2 separate regions of the Hordeum vulgare genome follow, and region 2 is linked to region 1. The links are chromatin contacts, called in public Hi-C maps. All regions are on one chromosome and are shown on one strand. The core of a region is the stretch at or near the end of the contact, and the rest is flanking DNA. Distances in the headings are between cores, read along the strand shown.

Region 1 (7,354 bases), core at 2,622-5,121:
CGGATTCGTATAGTGGAGCGGTCATTTGGAATAGTTCCAAATGGCGTGTGTAGCAACATCCATAGGATGACATATAGATTTGTAAAGCACACACGAATCTGAAAGGTTCAAACCTGTTGACTAAAAACCTCTCTCACAAGCAAGACATGATCGAACCCCAGAACTATATGTGTGTTAGATTCATTACAATCACATAGTGATGTGAACTAGATTATTGACTCTAGTGCAAGTGGGAGACTGTTGGAAATATGCTCTAGATGCAATAATAAATTGGTTATTATTATATTTCCTTATTCATAATAATCGTTTATTAACCATGCTAGAATTGTACTGATTGGAAACTCAAATACATGTGTGGATACATAGACAACACATTGTCCCTACTAAGCCTCTAGTTGACTAGCTCGATTATCAAAGATGGTCAAGGTTTCCTGGCCATAGACAAGTGTTGTCACTTGAAAACGGGATCACATCAATAGGAGAATGATGTGATGGACAAGACCCAAACTATGAACGTAGCATATGATCGTGTCAATTTATTGCTATTGTTTTCTACATGCCAATGTATCTCTTCCTATGACCATGAGATCATGCAACTCCCAGACACCAGAGAAATACCTTGTGTGTATCAAACATCGCAACGTTACTGGATGACTATAAAGGTGCTCTACAGGTATCTCTGAAGGTGTCTGTTGGGTTGGCATGGATCAAGACTGGGATTTGTCACTCCGTGTGCAGAGAGGTATCTCGGGGCCCACTAGGTAATACAACATATCAACAAGCCTTGCAAGCAATGTGACTAAGGAGTTAGTCACGGGATCTTGTATTACGAAACAAGTAAAGAGACTTGCTGGTAACGAAATTGAACTAGGTATAGGGATACCGACGATGAATCTCGGGCAAGTAACATACCGAAGGACAAAGGGAACTGCATACGGGATTAACTGAATCCTAGACATAGAGGTTCAACCGGTAAAATGTTCATAGAATATGTAGGATCCAATATGGACGTCCAGGTCCCGCTATTGGATATTGATCGGAGAGTGTCTCAGTCATGTCTACATAGTTCTCGAACCCGCATGGTCTGCACACTTAAGGTTCGGTGACGTTTCAGTATAGTTGAGTTATAGGTGTTGGTGACCGAAGGTTGTTCGGAGTCCCGGATGAGATCATGGACGTCACGAGGAGATCCAGAATGGTCCGGGGGTAAAAATTGATATAAAGGTAATTTACCGGGAGTGATGAATGGGTTCTGGGTTTTACCGGGAGGGGTCACTCAACCGGGAGAGAACCTAATAGGCCTAAAGGTGGTGCACCAGCCCTTAGTGGGTTGGTGTGGCCAGCCCAATAGGGCCTATTTCGGCCAAGGAACAGATAAAGGAAAAAAGGGAAGAAATGGTGGAATTGGTAGTTGCCTATTCACCCCTCCAGTCTTCCTTTCAACTTGGTTGTGGCGTGGTTGACGCGGTGTTCATGAGGAGCTCTACTTGTGTGATCGACGTTCCCTACACCCTCTCTCTTAACAACTCGATTGCTAATTGCTCATTGAGGTTCCGTGGTAAACCATTAAGAGTATCGATGATGTGACAACCTTCGAACTAGGATGAGAGGGCGATGACCCTTTTTGACGGCATGATGTCGTGTCCATGTCTGGCCAACCGGGGATGGACAAAGGACACAATCCTAATGCGGTGGTGCCTCGAGAAAGAACCGTTGTGGTGATGGATGATGGCCTCGATGTTTAAGCCGCAACACTTGCTTATGTTGTTCGAGGATTTATAATTTAAAACGGGATAAATGCATTTGGCCGAAGAAATTATGAATTGCCCAAAACAAAACTTTTAGGAGATCCCATTACAATTTTTCTATAATTTTTTACTTGTAAGTAAGTACGAATAAGCTAATAAACCTATTGTGTTGGCATTTATGACATTATATAAGTATTATTACTATAGTATACTCCCTCCGTTTGTAAATATAAGTCTTTTTAGAGGTTCCACTAGTGGACTACATACGAATGTATATAGACATATTTTAGATTATAGATTCACTCATTTTACTTCGTATGTAGACTCCTAGTGAAATCTCCTAAAAGACTTATATTTAAGAACGAAGGGAGTATATATACATATCTATACCTACTAATAAAGCAATTAGTGCTTCTGTCGTCCGTCATTAATATTACCCTCAAAGTTGACTTAAATTACCCACTGTGCCACCCATAAGTAAAGAAAAACGTTTTGATTTATTTTTTCCAAAAGTGGCGGCATAGTCCTTTATTACAAGGAGATGTTACTATAGAAGTAGAAACAAGCTAGCGTTGTAGTGGTTGAGGCATTCCACTTCTAGCCACGCATGCAGTGTTCAATCCCCCATCTTGCACATATCTCCGTTGTTTTTTTTCATTTTTTTTCTTCTCTTATTCTGTTCTCTTCCTTCTTTATATTAATTCGGGGTTTTCAAATTTCAAATATGGTGAGTTTTAAAGAAACGTTTGAGAAATTATAAAATGCATCAGAATTTAATTTTCTAAGGAAATAATAAAAGTTTCATGGATTCAAAATATATTGGTGTATTTGTAAAACTGTTTGAAATCACAAAACAAAATCACAATTTGAAAAATAAATAGTCAGGAAATAAAATCATGTTCTTGATTTTCAAAAAAATGATCATTTGTTCAAAATATATTCGGAAATCTATAAAAAATGTCCATCAAATTTTACAAAATGTTTACAAAAAGTAAAGAAACACAAATTTTAAAATTTGTTCCCGCATTTTCAAAAAAGTTAAGCGATTCAAAACATGTTTGTTGAGTCAAAAAATGCTCATGAATTCAAAAACTTTTCATGCATTTCAGAAAATGTTCGTACACAAAACAAAAAGTCAAAAAATGTTCGTACAGAAAATACATTTCAGAATATGTACACAAAACATATTTGGGAATCTGCAAAAAGTGTCAATCAAATTTTAGAAAATGTTCAAAAAAAAGTAAAAAAACACAAATTTTAAATTTTGTTCCCCAATTTTTAAAAAAGTTATGCGATCCAAAACATGTTTATTGAGTCAAAAATGCTCATGAATTCAAAAAAAATTCTTGCATTTCAGAAAATGTTCGAACACAAAACAAATGTTGGTGATTTTCAAAAAAAATGTCAATTCAAAAACTGTTCACCGATTCAAAGCCTTTTATGTCTAGGATTTGATTAGATTTTCGAAAGTCTTTATATGTCTAGACATTGAAAGTAGCTCATGGTCGGTGAGATTTGTTTTTAAAAAAAATTCTCTTACGCAGCATAATGACAAATGTGACATGTAGTAGCAAGCTCATAGGCCTTGGATTTAGCGCGTTGAATGCATTGTCATCACCTGAACATCGCGACCATCATCAACGAGGGTGAAAGAGAAAGTTAAGTGACAACATGATGAGTCACCATGTTAAAACAGAGGATGCTTATATGTGAAGGTATTGTGTCAATCCTTAAAAAAATATTACGCTTATTTGGCTAGCGTATAATGTATATATTTCTCCCGTTGCAACGCACGGACATATTTACTATAGTACTACTAATCGCCTCACTGGAAGCAGGACCTTTATTTTTCGATGGTCCAAAAAAATATTTTGCTTGAATTGGACAATTTTCTCTTAAAAAAAACGGAATTTCACCATACGAAATTACCTCGAAACCAACGGAGGTGAGGTGCGTCGCGGTGCGGTGCTCCGCGGGTGAGCTGGAGTCGGACCCGCCAGGGTGTCCGTGCGACGGGCTGCGTCCGTCGTCGGCGTCCTCGTTCAAACGCGCGTCGCCACCGCCCCGTTAGTCTCACCCCCCCACCCTAATCCCAAAGATTCCAATTTTTCCAATCTAGCCAGTCGCCATCGGAAACCATTGGCCGGTCGCCACCCCACGCCGCCGTTGACGACCCCGTCGCTCCTCCAGGCGGCCAATAAACACCGCTCCCGCCCCCGCCCCCCGCCCCCCCGCCGCGTGCCGCGTCGAAGGGAGCGAGGAGGGCGAGGATGGTGAGGCTCCCGTACCTGACCGCGCTCACCACGCTCTTCAGCTACGGCCTCCTCTTCGCCTTCGGCCACTTCCGCGACTTCTTCCGCCGGATCCTCGACGCCGGCAAATCCAGCAACCTCAAGGTCCGTCCCGTTACTTCAGATTCGCCGTGCTCTTATCCCCGCTGCTGACGCTGCTCGTGCTGTCCGTTCCGCAGGGTTACGCGCCCATTTGCCTGGGGTACGAGGATTTCTACACGCGCCGCCTCTACCTCCGCATCCAGGTGAGATCTCCTCCCCACTTTGACGATTCGTAAAGCTCGAACTTTCTTCTCCTTCTGAAGATGGGCTTGGATCATGCAATTCTGAGTGAGTTGACTGAGTTCCCTAGTGGTGGTGGGCGTGGTAAATTATGTGCCTGCTTAGGTAGATCACATGACAGAGGGTGAAAATTCATTTGATCTGTTTTTCTACTTGCTAGCTTCTTTTTAGCCCTTTTTCTTTGCCTTTTACTATATGCTCCTACATACATAAACCCCAAATTTTATGCTTGGAACCATGAGATCTCAAGTGAAACTTTGTTCCATTACTCTAATTAATAGTTGAATGAAGTGAAAAGGGTTGCTTGTTTTGAGGCATCTTGAACGTGTCATTCATTCTTGCATATTTGTGTGCTATTCCACTCCAAGGTACAGAATAGATAGTTATCAGATAGAACTAATCTTTAGTCTGAGAAATGTGTATGAAACCATATTTATACAGGGTCCACTGATTCCTTACTTTTGTTTACCTTCCTTATTGGGCTGGCAGGACTGTTTCGGCCGACCTATTGCCAGTGCGCCCGATGCTTGGTTTGATGTAGTTGAGCGTCAATCAAATGACGGCAACAAGACACTCCAGTATGTTTTCCTCAAATTTGACTCCACACCTAATTAGCAAAGCAAATCTTATCCCAGGATGAATGCTGGCCTCTAATTCAGTGCATCTTTGATGCAGACGTACCACAAAAACATCCAAGTGTCTTAACTTGGGTTCCTACAACTACCTTGGTTTTGCTGCAGCAGATGAGTACTGCACTCCTCGTGTTATCGAGTCACTCAAGAAATACTCTGCCAGTACTTGCAGTGCCCGAGTTGATGGAGGTAGGTGCTTGTATGTCCTTGCCATAAGTTTGCCTCCACTTGATACTGCAATAATATGGTAATAGTAACGCTAATTGATCTGTATATAACCTTAGGAAATACTAAGCTGCACACAGAGCTCGAGGAGCTAGTTGCACGATTTGTTGGCAAGCCTGCAGCTATTCTTTTTGGCATGGGTTATGTGACAAACTCTGCAATCATTCCTATTTTGATTGGGAAGGTCTGTGGTGAGCTGAGTATTTTATTTGTCCTCTCTTTTTCTGATACATGCTGGACTAATGTATTTTGATGATACCAGGGTGGGCTGATAGTTAGTGATTCATTGAACCATATTTCTATAGTGAATGGAGCCAGGGGTTCAGGGGCTACTGTCCGGGTTTTTCAACATAACAGTAAGCTTGCTAACAGCTGCATCTCATGTAGTGCACTTAACGATGAGGCATGAAGTTTAATGCTTCCGTTATATTCTTCCAGATCCTGCACATTTGGAAGACGTACTTAGGGAGCAGATTGCAGGGGGACAACCTCGTACACACAGGCCATGGAAGAAGATAATTGTGATTGTTGAGGGAATTTATAGCATGGAAGGGGAGTTATGCAACCTCCCTGAGATTATGGCTGTCTGCAAGAAATACAAGGTGTGAGAATTGCGCATATTGACTCCTTGTTCTGTTATTAGTAACGAAAACTGTAGTTCCTTTGCATGCTAGAACTCTTACTTGTGTCATACTCCCTCCGTCCCAAAATTCTTGTCTTATGTTTGTTTAGAAATGAATGTATCTAGATACTAAAACGTGACTAAATACATTTATATCTAGATAAATTTAAGACAAGAATTTTGGGACGGAGGGAGTATATAGTACTGAAGTTCACAAGCTGTTCAAAAATTTCCAACTATTAGTGATGTATCGGTGTATTGACTCGGAGTTCTTATAAACATCTTAATAGGCTTACACATATTTAGACGAGGCACACAGTATTGGAGCTGTTGGAAAGACTGGAAGAGGTGTATGTGAACTACTAGGAGTGGATCCAGCTGATGTGGACATCATGATGGGAACATTTACAAAATCATTTGGATCATGCGGAGGTTACATTGCAGCATCAAAAGTATGAAAGATCCACCTACCAATCTTGACTGAATTTTATATTTGATAAATCTGACCCATATGTCATTCTATGTTCTTAGGAGATCATTCACCATCTTAAGCATGCATGCCCAGCCCATATTTATGCAACGTCCATGTCACCTCCAGCAGTCCAGCAGGTTATCTCTGCGATAAAGGTTGTCCTTGGGGAAGATGGATCTAACAGAGGTATATCAGGAAGGATTTAATGCTTTTATTAGGGCTTCCATGTGTCTCTTTGTCTTGGAGAAATTCCTAACGCAGTCGTTGCTTTAAATAGGGGCCAAGAAGCTTGCTCAGATTCGGGAGAACAGCAATTTTTTCCGTTCAGAGCTTCAGAAAATGGGTTTTGAGGTGCTGGGAGATAATGATTCACCTGTCATGCCTATCATGCTTTACAATCCTGCTAAAATTCCTGCTTTCTCAAGGGAGTGCCTGCGACAAAATGTGAGTTTTCATATGTAGTGACCATCCATTAGATGCACGTCGTCATCTGTTTATTACATCTGCAAGAGAATTTCTCAAGCAGTTCATGTTTATGTTTCTATTTGGTGAACTTTTGATTTTCTTTCTGTAATGTGGCATGTTCTGTAATTCTAGGTTGCTGTCGTGACTGTTGCATTTCCTGCTACGCCACTACTACTTGCCAGAGCTAGGATATGTATCTCAGCTTCCCAATCCAGGGAAGATCTAATTAAAGGGTTGGAGGTAAAGTCAACACTCTTGTCAATTCCCCTACATGCTTCGTTGCGACAGTTTCACTTTAATTCCAAATACAGAGTACAATTGATCTGAATCCATGGAATATGAATGCATTTGTAGATTATGTGTTGTGTACACAATATATCCCCCGGTCATGTATAAAATTTCATGCAAATTGTTCAGGTTATCAGCAAAGTTGGTGATCTCATCGGAATCAAGTACTTCCCAGTTGAGCAAGAGAAGATTGCATCTGTTGACAAACTTAAGAAGATTGAGTGAATAGTGACAATGGACAATTGGGCGAATTCTGCTGCTGTTATGCTAGATCTACTGGGTCATCTTGGTAGTGCACCATGCCTTAGTTTTGCTCTTTTGTGCACCTC
Region 2 (7,354 bases), core at 3,319-5,818, 160 kb before region 1:
GCAAGCTTCGGCAAACACGGCGATGGCTGGGCTAACAAGGAGAGGGGGCAAGGGAGCGAAGGATCTACTGCCGGCGTTGAGCTCTCCAGATGCTGTACATGGCGACGGCGACGTCGGTGGCTCGCCCCAACGGCGCTACGAGGGAGAGGAGGAGGAAAATGGCGTGGCTAGGGTTAGGGAAGCACCGGGGCGGCTTTATAGCCCCGATCTACGCGCTTGGGACCGTCGATCGAGGGGAAAGCAAGATCGGCGGCGGTCCTCTGTTCGTACAACAGCTGACGTCGAAAAGTGGACGAAGGGGTGTTGTCGGCTGGGCCTGGGCCGAATGCAACTGCACTTGGGCCTTTGCAATAAAAATTAAAGCAGAATTTAAATAAATGTCTCAGGCTAAAATAAAAAATAGTTTAACAAAAAATACAAATATCTTTGGTCTTCTAAAATGTTGCCACTGTTTATACAAATAAGTAGGGCATTTAGAAGAACAAAAATAAATTCCTTTTATTTAACATGGGGCTCTGTTTTAAAATAAAACCAAAAGGAAAATAAATTCAAATAAAAGGGTATTGCACCCCACAATTAATAAGAAGATTTTTGTGAAGGAGAGGAACATTTTATTCTACCCAAAACAGAAACTTAAAACTCAGCCACTAATTAAATTGGAAGAAATGGTTTTAAAAGGGCTATAGTGCAACAAGTGGTTTTGAATTGAATGATGTTGCACCCACACATAAAACAATCACATGCCAGTAATTATACAATGCACACACACTATGTGCCAAGGTGCAACACAAGCAACACAAGAGAAGAACAAAAGAAATGATGCTATGCATGATACCATGATGCAACATAAAATGAAGACACAATTGAGCTCATACCACTTTGATAAACATAACATGGTTGCCATACAAGGAAAGATATTACAGGAGGGGCAAGGAATGCATTGGGGCTGTTACACCCCTCCTCCCTCCTGCCCCACCCGTCGCCACCAACGGGCGCCCCCGGCCCTGACCCGGGTGGTGCTGGTGGCGGCGGGACGATCTCTGCGCGCGTTTCCCCTTCCCGGGACAGGGCGGTGCAGCTCGGCTTGGCAGCGGTCCGACGACCCAGCGGTGGATGGCCGGCGGCGGGTGAGGTGGCGGCACTGCTCCTTGGCGGCAGGGCAGCATGATGGCGCGGGGTGGACGGCGGCGCGCCCCCGACCCAGATCTGGGCCATACAAGCCCCATCTAGGTTCTAGCGGGCCGGCACCCGATGCGGGTGCGATGTCTTCTGCGTGGTGGGTAGGAGGAGTAGCTTCGAACGAGGGGGGGCGGCGACGCTGACGACGTGCCTGTTGCAGCATGGTGGCGGGAGCTTTACTGGCTATGATGTCCCGGCCGGTCCTGTGGGGCCATGGGTCCCGTATGCTCCTGCTATTGCGTCCGGTCGGCTATGTCGCTGACGGTGGAGGTTGAGCCCTCCCGCGTGCCGACGATGCTGTTGTTCCTAGTCCCGGCTTCTATTAGTCGATGTGCAGGCCTCTCCTTACCGTGTCGTGATAAGACGGCACGGGGGCTTCAAGACTATGTTGACGCAGGATGAAGGTCGGTCTGGTGGTAGGCTCCGAAGAGCCCGAGGTTGGGATCGGGGGCAACTCGTGTCGGTCCGGCCGACACCGACGCGGTGACACCTTCGGGTGCCGCCGAGTGTTCGTGGAGCGATGGCAATGTGTGTGGCAATAAAGTATCCCTCGTCGTCGCTCCCTCTCGAGGAGCATATTGGCATCGACGTTGATGGATGAGTGGAAGTTTGGTGTGGTGTTGCAGCGGTGGCGGCCACAGTAGCACACCTAGCCGCTTGGGCTCTCAGTCCTTTGCCTTTAGATCCGACGGTCGTGACTCCGTTTCCGAGATGTTTGACAGTGCGATGAGTTCCGGTCCATATGATTCTTCAAGGTTCGCCCGAATCTGGTGGAAAATTTTGCTGCTGGTACTGATGATAAAAGGTAAATGTATTGACAGTGGGAGTGGGGTTTGAACCCACACGACCTTTCGTACCAGAACCTTAACCTGGCGCCTTAGGCCAACTCGGCCATATCAACTCGATCGACAGCAAAATTTTGAACAGGGGAAATTTTGAAACCGTCAGTCCGGTTTCTGTTGCTCACACGTACTGCATGTTGCATTGCATTGCATGCCTCCTTGCTTGCACCCACGTACGGAGACAGGGCTCATACATTTCTCCCCTGCTTGCACCCTCCCTCCCGACGCTCAGCTGCACGTATATAAGGATAAGCCACCCAGCACACCTCTGCATCTTCAACCGCACCCGCACACACGACACGACACAAGAAGCGGAGCACACACGCAACGCACGATGGCACGCACCGGCGCGACGACGACGACGGCAGCCGCCGCGGCGTTACTCCTGCTGCTGGCGCTGGTGGCCACCGGCGCCGCCGCGGCCGCCGGTGCTGGCTACGAGATGAACGCTGCTCCCGCCGCCGGCGGTCGGGCCCGGCCGGCGGGGCTGACGCAGTGCGTGGGCGTGTGTGGGACGACGGTCGCCTCGTGCCTCCTGGACTGCTACGACACGGCCGCCGGAGGGACCCTGCCCATCTGCTTCCTCGGCTGCACCAACACCGCCGTCTTCTGCGCCACCGACTGCTCCACCCAGGCGCTCTGATTCCCGGTCAATCCATCCGGCCGGCCAATGATCAACTATAGTCTATACGCAACCTCGATCCGTATCAAACGTACACGCACGGCATGCATAATGCATTCACTTCACGCGCAACCTGGCCCGTACGGACCCTCTCACGTATGAATAATATCAACTGTACTTCGTGTCAATCGACTCCTGCAACTAGGCACGAGTTTGTATGGTGAATTGGAGAATATACACAGTTTGCTACTATGTGCTTACATAATAACTCTACTTCTTTTCGATTTGATGGGTGGTGTCTCACTTTATGTAGTTTCCTTTTGGTTTTTCCGTGCCTTTTCCTTTTGCATCCTTATTATATTTATTAATTCATGAATATTTATCAAAAATCATGAAGATTTTTAGAATTAATGAATATTGTTTACATTCATGAAACATTTTAAGTCTGTGGATTTTTAAAATTTGTGAAGATTATTTAAACACATGAATATTTTCTAAATTGAACAATATATTTTAGTTGTGTTTTCTAATGTACAACTATTAAAAAAATAAAAAAGAAGGGAACTTCTTTTGATTTAAACTCACTCAAACAATAAATACGATATCTGGTTTTTCCTAAGCTAGCGGAGCGAGCGGAACAAAATAGATAGACGAGCGAGCGGAGTAGGGAGCTGGGCCGAGTGAGTGAGAGCTTCATGTCCTGGTCCATGTGAGTGTTGTTGCATCAACTTCATGGTTTCAACCTGGCATAAGAGCTCCCAAGGGGCTCACAGAACCACCATCGTCTTACACCAAGATCAAAATGCGTAAAGACTCCACAACCACACTCCTAACAACTCCACTCTTCTCTTGAAACAAGTATGATTTTCAACATCAGTGCAACACGATATACAAATAAGAAAAAATACCGCATAACATAATTAAAATCCAAGCCAACATAGATAAAGATTAAATGAAAATTAAAATGACCGTATGCATCGATTGATGCAGAGGCCGGGGTTTTGAACCTCCTTTTCTAAAAAAAGATAAAAAATTAAATGAAACAACACGAACCACATTAACCTGCTAAAGATAGAAGAGGTAATACGACGAGTGAAGAACATGGCCCAACAAAAACACGTTAGCCTCTAGTGTGAGGGAAGAGCAGAAAAAATGGAAGCGGCGATTCGGTGCCCAGCTGCAGATGCACCTCGGCGTGAACACTAAATCGTTTAAAATAAAATAAAAACTATTTTTTTTGGCAACCAAAATGATTGAATGTGTTATGTGCGTGCAAAAATTCGTGATGTTTGGACATTCGAGGCGATCGCAGCAAAAAGGACAAATTTTAGTTTTGAAAAACTTTTAAAAAGTACACTCTTTGGGTTCTATTTTGTCTCTTTTTCCCTAGAGATTGTCGTAGTCCAAACATCACTCGATCATCTTCGATGTCAAAGTTCAGAATTTAATTAGTTATTCTACTATTTTGTTTTGAATTTTCTGTTCATTGGGTGTAGATGTGCTCAGAACCACACTTGAATTACCGGAAAAAATGTACCTTTTCGAAAGGAACATGCTACCCAGTGGTATATGGTGCCACCTTCATGGAATATATTTACCACATCCTTTTTTTTTTGAATGTTTATCAATTTTTCTCTGACATTTTTTATTAATATTTGAGCGACCGTCTCCTTTTTTTTGGATAAATTTGAGCTGGCATCTTTTTTGTTTGAGATGGCCATCGAAAACAATCACTTTTTTTGCGAGAGCTTCAAAAACAATCATTTCAGCTCGCAAGGCAAACGGCCCACCTTATATAAGCCCATGGACTCTTATATGCTCTTTTTATATTGGGCTTGACTCTTTTTGGGCCATGCGCAGGAGTATCGGAGTTCCATTCTTCTCTCTGAAGAAAAAAAAGATCTGAGTTCGATTCCGGCGAGCGCAGTATAGAAGGAGACAGATGGGGAAGAAGGGCAAGGCGGCGGCGAGGGAGCGCCGGGAGGAGCGGCGGCGGGAGGTCACGCTCCTCCGCGCCGTACCCTACGAGCCCCACCAGCGGTGGTGGGACGGCCTTGCGCCGGCCCGCGCCGTGGCGGTGGTGACGGGGGCCAGCCGCGGCATCGGCTACGAGATCTCCCGCCAGCTCGCGCGCCACGGCCTCCACGTCGTCCTCGCCTCGCGCGACGCCGCGCGGGGCCGGGACGCCGCGGAGAGGATCCTCCGGGAGGCCGAGGAGGCGGGCGCGGAGTGGCGGCAGCTCGACGTGGCGGACGCCGCGTCGGTGGAGGCCTTCGCCGCCTGGACGGCGCGGACCCACGGCGGCATCCATATCCTTGTGAGCACCCGTGCTTCTCGCCATGTGATCAGTCAACTGCCATGCTTCTTCTATAGTCTATAGCACTGTTAAACACTTCAATTCGTTTTATTTGCTACCAAGCCTCTTCACTTTCGATCTCAGTTTGGACAATCCAACACACGGCAGCGATTTTAGTTCCAGGTGTTACTCAATTTTGTTATCCATTTGACTAGTGGAGCTGCTGGAAATTATGTTGCTTAAGCAGTCATGCATAGAGTTCTGAATATTTGGCAGCCCAGCAAAAATGTTTCTACATGTGCAGTATAACAATGAGTACTGTATTTTATTTCAAACATGTGAAGTGCTCGGATATGGATTATAGGTTCTCCACAAAGTAAACAGAGTCAAAACCAATGCCTTATTAAGTATGCAATAAGTGGTGCTTATACTGTCAGATGTTTCTCTGGATATCTTTGGTTACCCAGCTACAGGTTAACAATGCAGGTGTAAACTTCAACAGAGGAGCAGATAATTCTGTTGAATTTGCTGAGCAAGTTATCCAGACAAATTATTTTGGTACAAAGCGCATGATTGAAGCCATGCTACCATTATTGAAACCTTCTCCGTATGGTGCCCGGATAGTGAATGTGAGCTCAAGGCTTGGTAGGGCTAATGGCAGACGCAATGTAAGTTTCGTCATTAACTTTTTTTTTTCCCAAGTGACCCATTCTGAATGATCCTTGACTTGTTTTTTCTCTTTTCTAACCCATCAGAAAATCGGTGATGCAAGCCTAAGAGAGCAACTATTAAGTGACGATTGTTTATCTGAGGAATTGATTGATGGGATGGTCACCAAATTCCTTGAACAAGTGAAGCAAAATAGTTGGTCCTCCATTGAGTGGCCTCAGATGTACACGGACTATTCCGTATCAAAGCTTGCTGTTAATGTGTATACAAGACTCATGGCAAGGAGGCTTTCTGACAGGTCTGAAGGCCAAAAGATTTACATTAACTGTTTCTGTCCTGGCTGGGTAAAGACTGCCATGACTGATTGGGAAGGGAACATTTCAGCCGAAGAAGGTGCTGATAGTGGAGTGTGGCTCGCCCTATTATCACAGGAACTATGTACAGTTGGAAAGTTCTTTGCCGAGAGACGAGAGATAAGCTTCTGAGGTGACTAGTCTTGTCCATAGTTTTGCTCCAGCTAGGCAGCTACAAGTCAAAATAGTCCATAGTTTGCTCCGAGTACAAGTAGAGAAAAGCCATGACTCGAGACTCGTATGTTCAAATTGCTCTGTGTTCACTTGCACTTATGAATATACTACCTCCATTCCTAAATACTCCCTCCGTCCCAAAATTCTTGTATTAAGTTTGTCAAGAAATGGATGTATGTAAATATTAAAATGTGACTAGATACATTCACATGTAGATAAATTTAAGACAAGAATTTTGGGACGGAGGGAGTATAAGTCTTTTCTAGAGATTTCACTATGGACTACATACGGAGCAAAATGAGTGAATCTACACTCTAAAGTATGTCTATATACATTTGTATGTAGTTTGTAGTGGAATGTCTAAAAAGACTTATATTTAGGAACGGAGGGAGCAGAATTCATGTGTTTTGTACAGGTTGAAACACAGTATAACTGAGATGTGTTGACATTTCCTCTGTTATTACATGCAGTAATCGAGTCATCTTTCATATTTTCTGTTACACTTAACATACATTTGACCGTACGTATTTAAAATATGTAGGTGATCAATATATGGCTGGAATGGTGGATCTGCGAGTGTCATGTTCATGAATAGCAATCCAGATGATTGGCTGACTCCAGGCGGTCAAGGAGCATCGGGTCTTCACATTGATGGAAGCCTCACTCTCTCTAATTTTCTCAATAGATGATGCCATACAAATGTCTCATGGCCGTGAATGAAGTGGCTGGAAACAGGGGAATGTTCACCAGGATCACCAGCCCAGAAGGGCAACAGGCAGGCATGGCAAGCTGGACTGTTGCACTGAATAAGTGAATATATGATTAGGCTGGATCTCAAGCAGCTCCACTATCAGATCCTCACATCATCTTGCATGTAGGGGTGGATTCTTACAACCCTATGGATCGGCTCAATTTACCGGTGATGCAGACCATCAATATGTTTGGGAACTGGTCAAAACTGCCTTGGGAATTCCAGAGCTATGCTTATGGCTATGCCGTTCATGCCCACTTTGGTTTGTTGAAGCCAGTGACGCGTTGCGTTGCTATCCAAGATATGCATAGTTGGATCATATGATTTGGCTAGCTGCTGATTTTGATGTTCTGGTTGGATCGTGTGATTTTGGCATGCACTGTGTAGTAGAGTGCCGTTGCATCTTTTTCTTGAACGTGCTCATGTACAAGTGCTGTTCGTCAGCGACAATATATGTGCGTGTCTCAC

Evidence for each region. Hi-C and Micro-C count contacts between places; a contact is called where the count stands out from the background.
Region 2: a Hi-C map of seedling shows a contact between it and region 1, with 2.2 times the contacts expected there. The contact joins the promoter of LOC123445324 here to the promoter of LOC123445320 in region 1. A contact is called at or near these places in 2 of 6 Hi-C or Micro-C datasets (leaf and seedling).

What each region holds. Positions count from the first base shown.
Region 1 is chr3H:580,675,834-580,683,187 of MorexV3_pseudomolecules_assembly, reverse strand. LOC123445320 (long chain base biosynthesis protein 2d) reads left to right here and starts at 3,871. Exons shown (of 12, transcript XM_045122283.1): 1 at 3,871-4,144; 2 at 4,219-4,284; 3 at 4,811-4,899; 4 at 4,997-5,142; 5 at 5,238-5,362; 6 at 5,441-5,534; 7 at 5,617-5,780; 8 at 6,091-6,252; 9 at 6,332-6,458; 10 at 6,550-6,716; 11 at 6,870-6,977; 12 at 7,155-7,354. The coding sequence starts at 4,019. The coding sequence ends at 7,250.
Region 2 is chr3H:580,835,344-580,842,697 of MorexV3_pseudomolecules_assembly, reverse strand. LOC123445324 (carbonyl reductase [NADPH] 1-like) reads left to right here and starts at 4,568. Exons shown (of 4, transcript XM_045122288.1): 1 at 4,568-4,960; 2 at 5,413-5,607; 3 at 5,695-6,094; 4 at 6,677-7,354. The coding sequence starts at 4,586. The coding sequence ends at 6,093.